Linked DNA regions of Callithrix jacchus: region 1 is linked to region 2. A link is a contact called in public Hi-C data. All regions are on one chromosome and are shown on one strand. Each heading gives the region's core, a stretch centred on a gene start, on an enhancer-like site or on the middle of the called end of the contact. The rest is flanking DNA. Distances are from core to core; before and after follow the strand shown. Region 1 overlaps ABHD2 (abhydrolase domain containing 2, acylglycerol lipase). Region 2 has its middle 15 kb from the start of ABHD2.

Region 1 (6,979 bases), core at 4,192-6,691, 110 kb after region 2:
AATGCCTTAAATCCTTTAAGGGTCTGTAATGGCCCAAGGGAGGTGAACAAATGTCTCCAATGGGATTTCTAAACTTTTTATTTGTTGTGTGGTGTAGAAGCTGATTTCTATTGTGATCTCAGCTATTTGTCTGTACATCCCCTTTTTTACATCACAGCTTCATTTTGAAATCCAGCATTCCCTGGAAGCATAATATTCCTTCCATTGCTACCTTCTTAAAAAGAGAAACTTGGCCTGGCACAGTGGCTCACGCCTGTAATCCCAGCACTTTGGGAGGCCGAGGCGGGCAGATCACCTGAAGTCAGGAGTTCAAGACCAGCCTGGCCAACAACCGTGTCTCTACTAAAAATACAAAAATTAGCCGGGCATGGTGATACACACCTGTAATCCCAGCTACTCAGGAGGCTGAAGCAGGAGGATCACTTCAACCCGGAAGGCAGAAGTTATAGTGAGCCAAGATTGCACCACTGCACTCCAGCCTGGGTGACAGAGCAAGACTCTGTCTCAAAAAAAAAAGAAAAAAAGAGAAACTTGAATGAATCTGACTTCAGTGGGGACAACAGTCTGGCATTTCACATTCCAAAGTGAAGAGTTCAAGGGCCCTCCTGACCAGCTTTTTGTTCTTCCCTGTCTGCAGGACCCATTCAGGGGCCTTGTCATCAGAATCCACTCACTTCAGCAACTCTTTATTGAAGGCTGCAAACTGCCCCAGCGTGCTGGGTGCAAGAGGGAGAAAAATAGGCAACTGGATCCTCTACTATATCACTGGGGAGGGAGACAGCTGCTTCTCAGAGTTGGTGCCTGGGTCCTGCTGTTTAGGAGGAAGCAGCTCTTGGCCCAATTTTTTTCCCTTAGTTTTAAGCATCTTTTGCTTAAGCCCTTTCTAAGCGTTGGGAGCCCCCAGCACTTCCAGACTGTGCTTACTAGTCAAAAGCATAGGGGTTGTTGTCTGGGAGGAGACATGAGGAGGCCGCCAGGGGTGTCAGAAATATTCTGCATCTTCATCTGGGCAGTACTTCCATGGGTATAAATGTGTAAAACTTCATTGATTGTGCATTTTCCTGTAGGCATGTTATACCCCATTTAAAATAAAAATAAAGAGAATAGGGCAGGTTTGAGTGTATGGATGCATAATATTGCAAGACATATTGTAAAGGGAAAAAATGAGTTACCACTGGTATTTTTTAAAAGAATATGGGAGACTTACCTTTCACTCCATCTTCTACAGCATTTGAATTTTCTATCATGGGCATGAATTACTCAAAAACAAATTCACTGTAGATTCCGGAGCTTGGTCCCCATCTTACGGAATCAGCTTCTCTGGGGTCGAAGCCCAGGAATGCTCATTTCTAACGCCCTCTCCAGGTGATGCTATGCACACTGCAACTTAAGAACGACATGGGGTTGTGCTGGCCTGGTTTGGGCTACATCCTATACAAAAAGAAGCCGGGTCTAAGGGGAGTTTACCCCAGGTTCAAATGATAGTGTCCCCCATGCCTTGATGATCAGGGAAGGAGCTGTTCAAATCTATTAGGGATGCCAAAGTCGGCAACTCCTGTTTCCGATGTAAATCCGTACTCTTCTCATACCAGTCTATTGTGTCGACATCCCTAACATTCCCTGTGAGATTTTAAATTGGCTCCCTACAGAGGAGTTTGGGGTTGGGCCTTAGAAGGATGTGATGAATCCCTTCACTTGTATATGCCCATTCACTTCCTCCTCTTAGCAAAGTTGCTGAGACATAACATGGCTTCAGTAACTTCCCAAGGGTACACCAGCTGAGATCATCTCTCCTGGGCAAACGAGGCCCAAACACCCTCTCTGTTCAGAGTTCTCTGTGTATTTTTGAATGAGCCTGCCTCCCTTGGCACCCTGTCCCTACGTCACCAAGAACGTTTTACCCTAATCCTCAGAGCATCCTGGCAGTCCCTCTGAACTGAAGTTCATCTTTCCTCTCCTTTCCAACACTGACAAGAAGATCCTGTAAATAACATCCGCTTGCTACTTTTCTTAACACCATGAATCATCATACACATGGGTGTAGCATCCCAATGTATAGCCTAGGAAGCTAATCTCAAAGGATTTTGCTCTCGCTTTATTTATTTACTTACTTACTTTTTTTTTGAGCCTGAGTCTCACTCTGTTACCCAGGCTGCAGTACAGGGATGCGATCATGGCTCATTGTAGCCTCTGTCTCCCCGGCTCAGGGGATCCTGTTGCCTCAGCCTCCTGAGTAGTGGGGACTACAGGGACACACCACTGTCCCCAGCTAATTTTTTTATTTTTGTAGAGATGAGGTCTTGCCATTTTGCCCAGGCTGGTCTTGCTATTTAAATCTGTGTGTGCACATACATGCTCCTGCATACCCTGAAATCTGCTTTGATATCCATAAGTGTTTAGACAGCGTTCTTGTGACCTACCTTTTAAGAAGTGTTGTACATTCGATACATAGTACCTCTGCTCTTGGGCACTGCGGAGGCCATTTCCTCTTATCCCAAGGGGCATCTAGGAACCTCTCTCTGGAGAGCCAGAGAGCAGTGTCTGAGTGTCTCTGTCTCTCTCTCCCCTCCTACGCACTCACATGAATATATACACATATATATTTTTCTCTCTTTTAGCATACTGGCACCCATTTAGTAACCTTCCAGCTTGAATTTCCTCCAGATACTCTGCACCTGAAATGATTGAGCAACCTCTCTCTTTTGCCCATAGGCTGCACCTGGGAATTTGGAGCCATGGTAAACTACATCAAGAAGACATATCCCCTGACCCAGCTGGTCGTCGTGGGCTTCAGCCTGGGTGGTAACATCGTGTGCAAATACTTGGGGGAGACTCAGGCAAACCAAGAGAAGGTCCTGTGCTGCGTCAGCGTGTGTCAGGGGTACAGCGCACTGAGGTGAGTCATCTCTGTCTTTCATCAGGGCCTGCACAGCACGCTGGTCTGTGAAGCTGGGGAACACTGTGGCCAACTGAGCGGAAGTTTCTTGAGTCTTGGACTCACCTTATTTTGTTTACATATCATGCATTGGAGTTGTCCCATCAGACCCCGTAAGCCCAGGATGTGCAGCTGCATTTTGGGATCAGATCTGTAATTGGAGAAGTCAAAACCCCCTTTGATAGTTGCTGTTTCCCTAGGGAATCTCTGTGAGGTGACTTAATTTGTTCAGGCTTCAGGAGTTTTATGGAACCGTGGGTTAATGAAAGAGCACAGGAGACTGGCAAGCTGGGATGGGAAAGCTGGGTTTGATGATCCCAGATTTTTCCTTCCTGAGGAAGAGCTGAGTCTCAGATGACACCTGGAAGGGATTTGTAGAAATCATTTATTGCTTGTCTCTCTTAGGCATCCCAAACATCATCACAAAGGATCTACTGGGTCAAGCTTTCTCCCACCCCTTAGTCTCCTGCCGCAGATACCCCACAGGATGAGTCCTAGGAGGGCGTGGTCATCTGCTCTGATTCCCCTCAGGATCACTGCTGTCCCAGGTCTCTCGAGAGTCACCACACTCACACCATACACACACACCTCTCCAGGCTCTTCAAATACATTCATATTTTTTTCCGTACTCTTCCTGGTGTCTTGTATTACAAATGAGTATAACCAGTTATTTGCAATCTTCTGAAAAAATTCTAAAATTAAATTTTAAACACAAGAAAGTTTAAAAACACCTCCCTATTGATCCCCAGTCTAATGCTAAACAGTTATTATCGTTATTCAAAGAATCTTTCCTTTTTGCCTCACCTGTACATCTCATGCTGCAGTTTAAACATACCTTGTTGTTTTCCGATAGATAGAGGCTATCTATATTATTTCTAAAAATACATATTACTGGATCTTAAAGCCAGTATACCCAAAAGGCACATGTGGGCCCAGGATTCAGCCTCTCCCTATGAGGAGGCTTAAAGCTGGCCAAAAAAGATGATCTAAATGTACCCACAATAGACAGAAACATCTCTGATGAAACCCTTCCTGAGTCCCAGAGCCAAGGTCTGGGTTCCGGTTTTCCTTGCCAGCAATATGGGCTTGATGATAATAAGGGGTACCTACCTCATAGCATCACTGAGAGTCCAACGAGTTGATACCTATGAAGTGCTTAGAACGGTGCCCAGCACACAGAACATAAGCCACTCTTCATTTCCATTATTGTCATCATCATCATTCGCTGTAAAATGAAGGAGGTGGGTTAGATCTGCAGATCACAAAGATGGATCCCATGAACTAGTGACTGCCTCACTTCAGAAGGAATCACCTGGAAGATCGTGTTAGAAAGAAATTCTGTTTCTTGGGCCCCACCCTTGAAAATTTTGATTCATGAAGTTGGAGGACTGGAACCCCAGAAATCTACATTTTGGACACATTTCATAGGTGACTTTTGATGTTTAGCAGTCCCTGGGATTAGTGACCTCAGTGGTCTCACCAGCTCTCGTGTTCCAGGACCAGCCTAGTCCCTGATCTTCCTACCAGGAATCTTTTCCTTCACTCCTCTGGACACTGGGGAGTCAGCTGAGAGGACATGTGCCTTTATCTTGGTGTGACTAGAAATATCCAACTCCCAGTTCATAGCCATGTGTAACCAGAAGTAACCAAAATCCTATCGGGCCCAGTTACTTGGATAAGAAAGACATGAGCAAGGGCCTACCCCAGGATCCAAGGGAGCTTGGACGTTTGTTTTCTTTTCCTTTTTCAATGCACAAAATCTGAAATGACAATCGCTTCATCTCATTTTGCTACGATAGCGCCCTCTGCTGTCAGCAAGAGCACACGATTGACACTGCAAACTAAAGTGTTTGAACTAAGGTAAAGACGGCTCAAGAAGCTAAGAAACTAAAATCTGTGAGGTGCTTTACATTTCGCAGGCGTAGCCTACATAGCCTCTTCCCTGAGACCTCAGAGGGCTTCATACACATAACTATTGGCTCACCAACCTCCCGCAATGAGGAGCAAGTTGCAACTTTATTCTCTGGAGCACAGAGAACTAACCTCTAGGCTGATCGTGTGGCCCTGCATATGGGAACTGGCAGCAGGTCAGAGAGACACCGCTGGCCTGTGTGTGCCAGTGCAAGGCTCAGGTGCCCTCAGCATTTAAACCAGGTCTATGGAACAGATGGAACACAGTCCCTTACTTTAAACCAGCATAACTTTTTTTTTCCTGCCAAGGCTTGAGGGCGGTGAGCCTTTCGGCACTGGGATGGTGGCGGCTGCATAAGTGATTCCCATCACACCGAGGTGGAGCTGGGAGGCCTGTCTGCCTCTGCAGGGGCCACACGAGAGTTCATGCGTCTGGTAAATCTCTCCTAGCTGAGCCTGGAGTCCTGCTTCCTCAGTAATCCCCTCCCTCTGGCTTCTCCTCCTGTAGTTCATCTCCCATCCAGCCAGAGCCCACTGAAGGTGCAAAGAGAAGCCAGCTACCTGCTTGCTGTAGTTAGCAAAGTCTAGCTGCTGCTAAACTAGCTCACCTTTTACCGTGTGCTGAACCACTGAAGGAGGAACACAAATGCCCTGAAATCACCTGGCATCCAGCAGGCTTTAACCTGTCCCTCCGCAGAAACAGCTGCCAACCCGCCCGGGGACTCTGTGTGGTCAGACATCTTCCTAGGTAATGGGGACACAGCCCTGCACAAGGCAGACTAAATTCCCTCCCTCGTGGAGCTTAAAGAAAATGGGGAGGGAAGCATTTTTGGTCTGGTTTCAGGTAAAATAAATTCTTCTTTCCCAAGAAAGCCCTTAACAATCCTACATTGCAGAATTGACCAATAATAAAACTAAAAAGCATTTTATTGCAGTTGGGTATAAAAGATAGTCTCTGTATCTGAGGATGTCACAGCACTTAAGATAATAGAGTGATAGCTACAAAGCCACAGACCAACAAATGCATGTTACTAACATATTACACGTTAGGCATATGGGTACCAAGGAGGTCCTCAGTCAAGTCGGGGGGGTCAGTGAGGAGGGATTTCTGAAGAAGGTGAGGGTGAGGAGGGATTTCTGAAGGAGGTGAGGGTGAGGAGGACGGTAGCACAGGGCTCAGACCAGGGGCAGAAGCCTCTTACAGCAAGGGTCCCAAACCGCTGTTAGGAACTGGGCTACACAGCAGGAGGTGAGTGGTGGGCGGGTCACAGTGGGGAAGTAGTGGGTGAAGCTTCATCTGCATTTACTGCCCCTTACCGTCGCTCACATGATGGCCTGAGCTCCGCCTCCTGTCAGATCAGCTGTGGCATTGGATTCTCATAGGAGGGTGAGCCTTACTGTGAACCACACATGTGAGGGATCAAGGTTGCACCCACCTTATGGGAATCTAATACCTGATGATCTGTCACTGTCTCCCGTCACCCCCAGATGGGACTGTCTAGTTGCAGGAAAATAAGCTCAGGGATCCCACTGATTCTACATTATAGTGAGTTGTATAATTATTTCATTATGTATTATAATATAATAATAATAGGGAAAAAGTGCACTATAAATATAATGTGCTTGAATCATCCTGAAGCTATCTTCCACAAAACCAGTCCCAAGGACCACTGCCTTACAGGACAGTAGAGGAATTATCAGAGGAGCATTTCAAACTTCCTCAAAGGCTCTTATGCTCCTGGCTAAGTGAATATGTAGAGGAATTATCAGAGAAGCGTTTAGAATCTCCTGAAAGGCGCTTATCCTCCTGGCTAAGTGAACGTGTTGGGTCAAACCTCCTGAAAGGCACTTACACTCCTGGCTAAGTGAATGTGTTGGGTCACTAAGACTTGGCCACCTGAATATCCTAGAGTTCTTTGAACAAGGCCTTCTTACCTCAGGCAGAGGCAGGTACCACTTTTCCTGCCAAATATAGGGGGTATTATCTCTTTTGCTTTTGATGGGCAAATTCCAGGCTAGAAATGAGTTTATGACAAAAGCAAATGTTATCATTCGTAAAGTTCCCCCAGAGACTGGGACTTTCCTAAAGTTTGTTTTTATAGTTGAAGAGCTGTAAAATACAGTCACTTTGTG
Region 2 (7,766 bases), core at 3,281-5,780:
CAGAAGTTGCAGTGAGCCAAATTCATACTACTGCACTCCAGACTGGGTGGCAGAGCGAGACTCTAACTCAAAAAAAAAAAAAGAAATATACATACATATATGCCCGGGCGCACGAACACACACACACACACACACACCTTGGCAATCTTTTTATATATCAGCATTCAGTGGTACAATTTAAATTCTATGGTAGATTTCATTTAGAGTAATACAATCTAAATACTATTCTGTTAAGTTCTAAGTTCTACAACTAAAAATAATAGGCCATGCATTTAAATGAGTCAAAGTTCAAAAACTATTGGTTATTTGGCTGCCGCATTTCAGGTTCTCCACAGCTGCAGATGGCCCGGAAATATGTTCCTCATTGCAAAAAGTTTTATTGGTTGGTGTTGGTGCAGCCTCAAAGCCGCTCTCCCACCCCTCCTCAAAGCCAACCGCTGTTAGGGTTTGTTTGGTGATTCCTTTCTGAGATAATCTATGCACACAATCAGCATGTGGAGTTAATACAGCCACCTAAAAAAATCAGCGTCACCCATGTAGTGTGAATGACCATGTAATAGTCCATGGAATGGAATGTATTCAGCCAGTTTCATGATGAAGTACTCTTGAGTTTTTCCCAGGTTTCCTGTTACAATTATTCCGTGGTGAACACCATTCTCTCTGCAGAGTAAATCCATAACCGTGGAATTCCCTGGCCACAAGGTGTATATGTTTTTCTCATTTCTTTTCTCTTCCTTTCTTTTCTCTTTTCTTTTCTTTCTCTCCCTCCCTCCCTCTATTCCTCTCTTGGTTCCTGCCTCTAACCCTAGCTTTATTCTCAGCAGCCACCACCTTTTTGGTACTAGAACAGTGCTTTTTATAGTGCGCTCATCAGTGGATGCTGAAATCACAACCTGGCCATTTGGCTGTTCAACTAATGCTCTATGCCGCAGAGTCCCTGCAACTCACCAACCCATGCCAGAACTCACTGGAGCTCAGGTGTGCAGCACTACCTTGTTTCTCTATGGCTGGGGGTGCAAACATTCTTGATGTGTTTATTTCCCATTTTTTACTTTGGAGGTTTTGTTTTGAGAGACAAGCTCTCACTCTGTCATGCAGCCAGGAGTGTAGTCATGCCTCACTGCAGCCTTGCCCTCCCGGGTTCAAGCCATCTCACCTCAGCCTCCCAAAGTGCTAGGAATAAAAGTGTGACCTACTTTTGAGCTTTGCCTTCTTTATGTATTCTAGAGATGAGTCCTTGGTCTGCTAGGTGGTTTGTAAACATTTTTCCCAATCTGTAGCTTATCTTTCCATCCTCCTAACTGCGTCTTTCAGAAAGCAAAAATGTGGTCTCCCTTGCAGATACTCTGCCCCTGTAGCAGGAAAGCAGACACAGACAGTATGTAAATAAACATGTGAATGTGTCCCTTGAGTAAGTGTCCATTTGTGGTAACGAGATCTCTAGACAGATCAGTGCTGAGAGGCTACTTCATTAAGTAATAGTTGAGCTGGATAGAAACTCTAGCCTCATGCCTACTTTCTCTTACTTCACTGTCTTCTGTTGCTGCTGGTGGGAAAGTAATTGTCAACATGTTCTTCCTTCTTTCCACCCTCCTCAGTAGCTTTTAGGACCTTTTGTCTTTTCTGCAATTGTGTTTGGATGGGTCTAGGTACGGATGGATTTACTGTATTGGGGATTGTGCCTCCTGACTCTAAAGGGTCCTGGGTCCTGTCTGTTTTCATTCTGGATTTTTTTTTTTTTTTTTTTTTTTTGAGGCAGACTCTCACTCTGTCACCAGGCTGGAGTGCAGTGGCAAGATCTTGGCTCATTGCCACCTCCACCTTCTGGGTTCAAGCATTTCTCTGGCCTCAGCCTCCTGAGGAGCTGGGATTAAAGGCACACACCGACTGGCTGCTCTGAAAAGCCATCTTTGCATTGTTCCTCGTCCCACTCCTTGTTCGCCGCAGCCGCGCGTCTCCTTCGCCGTTGCAGACTCTGGCAGCTTTATCGCCAGAGTCCTTGAAATCTCGCTTTTTTAATCCCCCGCATCGGATCACCGGCGGGCCCCACCATGTCAGACGCAGCGGTAGACACCAGCTCTGAAATCGCCACCAAGGACTTGAAGGAGAAGAAGGAAGTTGTGGAAGAGGCGGAAAATGGAAGAGACGCCCCTGCTAATGGGAATGCGAATGAGGAAAATGGGGAGCAGGAGGCTGACAACAAGGTAGATGAAGAAGAGGAAGAAGGTGGGGAGGAAGAGGAGGAGGAAGAAGGTGATGGTGAGGAGGAGGATGGAGATGAAGATGAGGAAGCTGAGTCTGCTACGGGCAAGTAGGCAGCTGAAGATAATGAGGATGATGATGTCAATGAGGATTAGACAGCAAAAAAGGAAAAGTTAAACTAAAAAACAAACAAACAAAAAAAGGCCGCCATGACCTATTCACCCTCCACTTCCCTTCTCAGAATCTAAACGAGGTCACCTTCAAGTAGAGAGGCCAGCCCGCCCGCCCAACGCGGGCAGTGCCACCTGCAGACGAACGATGCGCTCTCCACTACCCAACCCAAACCATGAAAATTTGCAACAGGGGAGGAAAAAAGAACCAAAACTTCCAAGGTCCTGCTTTTTTTCTTAAAAGTACTTTAAAAAGGAAATTTGTTTGTATTTTTTATTTACATTTTATATTTTTGTACATATTGTTAGGGTCAGCCATTTTTAATGATCTCGGATGACCAAACCAGCCTTCCGAGCGTTCTCTGTCCTACTTCCGACTTTACTTGTGGTGTGACCATGTTCATTATAATCTCAAAGGAGAAAAAAACCTTGTAAAAAAAAGCGAAAAAGACAACAGAAAAACAATCGTATTTCGAGCATTCCAGTACCTTGGTTGTGTACTGGAATGTACTTAGCTGGACTATACGTAGTTGGTTTGTATGAGATGGTTAAAAGGCCAAAGATTAAAAGGTTTTCTTTTTTTCCTTTTTTGTCTATGAAGTTGCTGTTTATTTTTTTTTGACCTGTTTGATGTATGTGTGAAACAATGTTGTCCAACAATAAACAGGAATTTTATTTTGCTGAGTTGTTCTAACCAAAAAAAAAAAAAAAAAAAAAAAAAAAAGGCACACACCACCACTCCTGGCTGATTTTTGTATTTTTAGTAGAGATGGGTTTTCACCATGTTGTCCAGATTGGTCTCAAACTCCTGACCTTAGGTGATCCACTCACCTTGGCCTCCCACATGCTGGGATTACAGGGATGAGCCACCACACCTGACCTGGAATTTCTTTGAGACATGTTGGATCATCTCATTTCATCCTCCCTTTGTCGTATTTTCCAATTGATGAAGTTTTAAATGTCTGTGAATGGCAGCCACTAATTCTGGCATCTGTAGCTCTTGGCGGTCCACTCCTCTTGTTGATACTGACCTCTATACCCTTTTAGTGGGGCTTCACTGGCTGAAGAATCTCAAGGTAGCTAGTGTTAGAACTGAATTAGAGGTCCGCCCTGGTAGTGGGGACAAACCCCCACACGTTTGCTCACAGAAGTCATCTTCTGTATTGATGATGATTTTTGCAGTATGAGAGCAGAGGGAAAATGGGGGCTGAGCATTTTTCTAAACGATAGTGGACATTCAAATCCCTAGTGAGGCTGGGCGCGGTGGCTCACGCCTGTCATCCAGCACTTTGGGAGGCGGAAGCAGGTGGATCACCAGAGGTCAGGAATTCATGACCAGCCCGGCCAACATAGAAAAACACCATCTCTACAAAAATACCTGCCTGTATTTTTGGGAGGCTGAGGCAGGAGCATTGCTTGATCCTGGGAGGTAGAAGTTGCAGTGAGGTGAGATTGTGCCACTACACTCCAGCCTGGGTAGATCATAAATAAGAGAGATAATTGACTCACAGTTCTGCAGGCTGTATAAGCACAGCTCCAGCATCTGCTTGGCTTCTGGCAAGGCCTCGGGAAGCTTACGATCATGGCAGAAATGGGAGTGGGTGCAAAGAGAGAGAGGAAGGGCCAGGCTCTTTATAAACAAACTGCTCTCAGGTGAACTAATAGAGCAAGAACTCACGCTTCACCAAACGCAGGATGCTAAGCCATCCATGAGGGATGTATACCCTCTAATAAACGTGAGATTTGGAGGGGACACACATCCAAGCTGTATCAGGCCTTAAATGATTTGTTTTGACTCTTAGCTCCTTGAATGACAATTATTTGTTCTCCCTGACAAGAGAGAGAGAAACGGGTTTTCCCTCCAGCTGGAAGGCAAATGCCAGCCAGGGGGCAGAGTGCCAGCCGGCTGGGGCAGCTTACAGCACTGTGGAGGAGGGCCAGGGACATGAAGCTACAGGCACAGAGGTGGAGGTAAATGGCTGCCAGAGTGCAGGCAGGCTGGAGCTCCCGGGTGCCCCAGGGGTTCTGCGCACACAGGCTAAGGAATGGTGCAGGCTCCACCTGAAATCAGGGCCATCCAGTCACTGTCTCTAGCCTAGGCCTCTGCTCCATGCCACTCCCCAGGGTAGACTGGGGAAAGGGCTTGCTGTGCCCCAGGGCCCAGGCTCACACTCACCACCTGGAAGGCATTCCCCAAGCTGGACGGGGGTCCTGGAAGTAGGCCCGGCAGGTGGGGCTCTGTCCTGCGCAGGTCAGCTGAGTCTTCTCGGTGGCCCTGCAGACACCATCCACCTGGTGGGACAGACACAAGATTCAGGCCTCCCGCTGGACCATGTGGCTTCCCCACATACATCAGCCTCAGCAGGAGACTCCCCCCAGTGCTGGGTCTGCAAAGGCCTCTGCAGAGCCAGCAGGCCACCTGCCTTTCCTGGGACTCTGCAGGGAGCAGCCCTCAAGAGCCTCAGCCAGAGGGAGGAAGGGCAGGTGCACCTGCTCACCTGCCAGGCCAGGCTGAGCTCCTCCAGGCTTTGGGCCAGAGCCATCCAGTAACATCAGATCAGTGCCTGCTTCATTGTCGTTGGTGTCCAGAAGGCCAGCGGATATGCCTGTGGGGAGGAAGGAAGCTGAGGAGGTCCTGAGAGCCCATGATCCTCCCTCAGGGGTCCTGTATGAGATGAGCCTCAGGCACACGGAGGATTGGTAGAATCCCTCTACCCCAGACTCCTAGAGCTCTGGCTCCAAACCCTCATCAGCAGGAGGAGAGAAAGCACAGGGACTGAGGACAGCGTGTGTTCCCCCCATCCCGTCTCCACATCCTCAGCCCGAGTGGCCAGAATCCAGGCCTACCCTTTGTGTTCCTTGGCAGAGGGACCACAGAAAGGCCAACTCCACCTTGGAGCCACATATCCAAGGAATGGGGGCAGAAAGCCCTGGGCCTCAGTGCCATCTTCTCAACCACAGTGGCCACCTACAGCTCGGGGACCTGTTGCACTGGAAGCTGAGAATGGTGCATCCCGAAGAGGCTCTTGGTGGTGGGGCCAACTCCGCCAGGGCCCAGACTTACCGTGGTGCCAGAGGTGCACAGTCAGGCTGCAGAGACCAGTGGGCACATCACAGGAGATTGAGACCCCATCCTCACTGGCCAGATCAATCCTGGGGACATCTCTCCTTTTCATGGCAAAAGGCAGCTGGAGGTCTGAACAGCTATCCCCTGGCAGGGAGGAGCTGTACAGCCTGTAGGCCAGTGGGCAGGAGGGCTGACCCACAGCCAGGGGACAAGCTTGAGAGTGCCATCCCCCAGGCAACCTGCCGCAGGCACAGGTCTCCAGGGGAAGCTCGGGCCTCTCCTCCTCACCTGCAGGCTGGAGTAGAAGATGAAGGTCACATGGTTCAGCTCCACGGTCAGGGCCATGAGCCCCAAGCCTGTCTGACTCAGCATCAGTGAGAATGTGTTGTGAGCGAAGTCTTGGGCCAGGAGGATGCTGCTGCACTGGACGCTGAGGTTCCACACCTGGCCATCAAAAGTCACCACGTGCTGGGCCCCAGCCACCAGGGCATGGTCTGGGGAGAAGCAGCCCCAAAGGCAGGGTGAGTGGAGCCAGCTCCACCCACCGCAGTGGGAGCACAATACCTGCTGGGCACCCCAATGCCTAGAGCCCCAGCTTAGCCTGCCCTGAGGCCAGGAGTCCCCCTTCCCTGGTGCAGCAGCCAGAGGCCCAGTGATCCCCCACCAGCTTCAGGATGACATGAGCTAAAGGGCTATGGCCCAATTCAGCCCTAACAAGAAATGGAGTCCCCAGACCTGCTACAAAACTGCTGTGCTGGCTCAGAGGCCACATTGTCATCCTTCTGTTTACACCAGATGTCCAGAGCAGGCACAGCCATGGACACAGCAGGCAGACTGGCAGCCACAGGGTTTCATTTTAGGATGATAAAAACGTTTTAAAATCAATTGTGGTGAGGCATGCACAACTCTGAATAAACTAGAAGCCACTGAATTGTGCACTTAAAATTTACATATTAGCCGGGCACTTTGCCGGGCTGAGCAGGAGGATCACTTGAACCCAGGAGGTCAAGGGTGCAGGGAGCCAAGAGCGCACCACTGCACTCCAACCATGACAACAGAGTGAGACCTAGTCTAAAAAAAAAAGAAAATTCATACAAGTCATCCATTTAATCTCAAGGAAGCTATTGGGTGGGGGGGGAACCATTGACCAGTTAAGTGGATGGCCAACGGCTCCCTCAAACATGACAGCGGTGTCCTGCAGACCTGCCCTGTTCAGGGTAGGTAAGAGATGGCCTGTGAAGGAGCAGGTCTGACCAGTCTAGCCAGTGTGGCCCCTGAGCTGTGCCTTGGGTGTACTCGTGCCCATGGCGGGAAAGCACCATCCATCGTGTACAGCCAGGTGCCTGTTGGCCAGGGCCAGCATCCCAAGGGAGGCACTACCAGCCCCGTGGTCAGCTATCAGAACTGGGGTACAGAGGCGCCCATGGTCACATGCACAGAACTTCAAGACCAGGCTGTTTTTTTTTAAACAAGATCAGCATGCTGCTTAGACCTGACTGCACCCACGCTTCTAGGGAGCCGTAGGCCTCCATGTGAGTTACACACAGATAAACCGCTCCTTGCCAAGCCTGGGTACAGTGGCTCCCCCGCGGACATGAGGGGCTCCCTCGTGCATTAAGAACTCTACATGCCCCTTACTCATGTGAGCGAGCCACGTGGTTACCTGCATTTGACAGTAGAGGAAGCGGAGTCCACTGATGTTAGCAGACTCACCTGAGCCACAGGCAAGCTTCTCAGGAGCCCAGAGCTGATGATCCCAGCACCGCCCTTGGCTGCACTGCTGGGCCAGGACTTATAATCTGGAGAAAAGCAGGATGTGCAGCCTCAGCCCTAGTCCCATAGGACCTTGGGAAGTCCAATAAGCTCTGGGCCTGGCACTGTGATGCCACAAGCCTCTGCAGGCTTCCCTGTGCCCCCACAGTACCTGCCCCTGCATGGGCCTGCTGCTGTGCCCACAAGGCAAAGGGCTCCCAGGGAGAAGGGTGGCACAGCCCAGGGCAGGACTCATACTCCCAGAGATCCTGCAGCAGGCGGCATCTGAGCTGGTAGAACTCTGCCAGCATGTTGGCCCTGGACAGCTGTGGGAGTGGCCACAGCAGCTTCTCCTCCATCAGGTAGCAAGTCCCCCAGTCCACATCACCCCTAGGCAGCAGCAGCAGCGTCACCACCGAGTAGTTCCCAGAGGGAACGCACAGGACAAGCCGCTGTGCCTGGCTGAGCCATGCTTCCTTTTGCTGCAGAGGGGAGCTCATAGGACTGCAGGAAGAGCTCCGCCTTGGAGAGCATTGGGGTGCCTCTCGGGGAGGGCTGTTCTTGTTCTAGAAAAT

What was found. Hi-C and Micro-C count contacts between places; a contact is called where the count stands out from the background.
Region 1: a contact with region 2 is called in a Hi-C map of induced pluripotent stem cells, with 3 times the contacts expected there. The contact joins two enhancer-like sites. A contact is called at or near these places in 3 of 3 Hi-C or Micro-C datasets (induced pluripotent stem cells and skeletal muscle).

Annotation. Positions count from the first base shown.
Region 1 is chr6:18,368,285-18,375,263 of calJac240_pri, forward strand. ABHD2 (abhydrolase domain containing 2, acylglycerol lipase) reads left to right here. Exons shown (of 11, transcript XM_078326736.1): 6 at 2,713-2,896. Among named protein-coding and RNA genes, the nearest start is that of FANCI, 16 kb to the right of the region's middle. Within about 2 kb of position 5,442, at least 2 of the 16 cell types and tissues checked have an H3K27ac peak or open chromatin away from gene starts, as enhancers often do.
Region 2 is chr6:18,254,676-18,262,441 of calJac240_pri, forward strand. It overlaps the pseudogene LOC100409132. Among named protein-coding and RNA genes, the nearest start is that of ABHD2, 15 kb to the right of the region's middle. Within about 2 kb of position 4,531, at least 3 of the 16 cell types and tissues checked have an H3K27ac peak or open chromatin away from gene starts, as enhancers often do.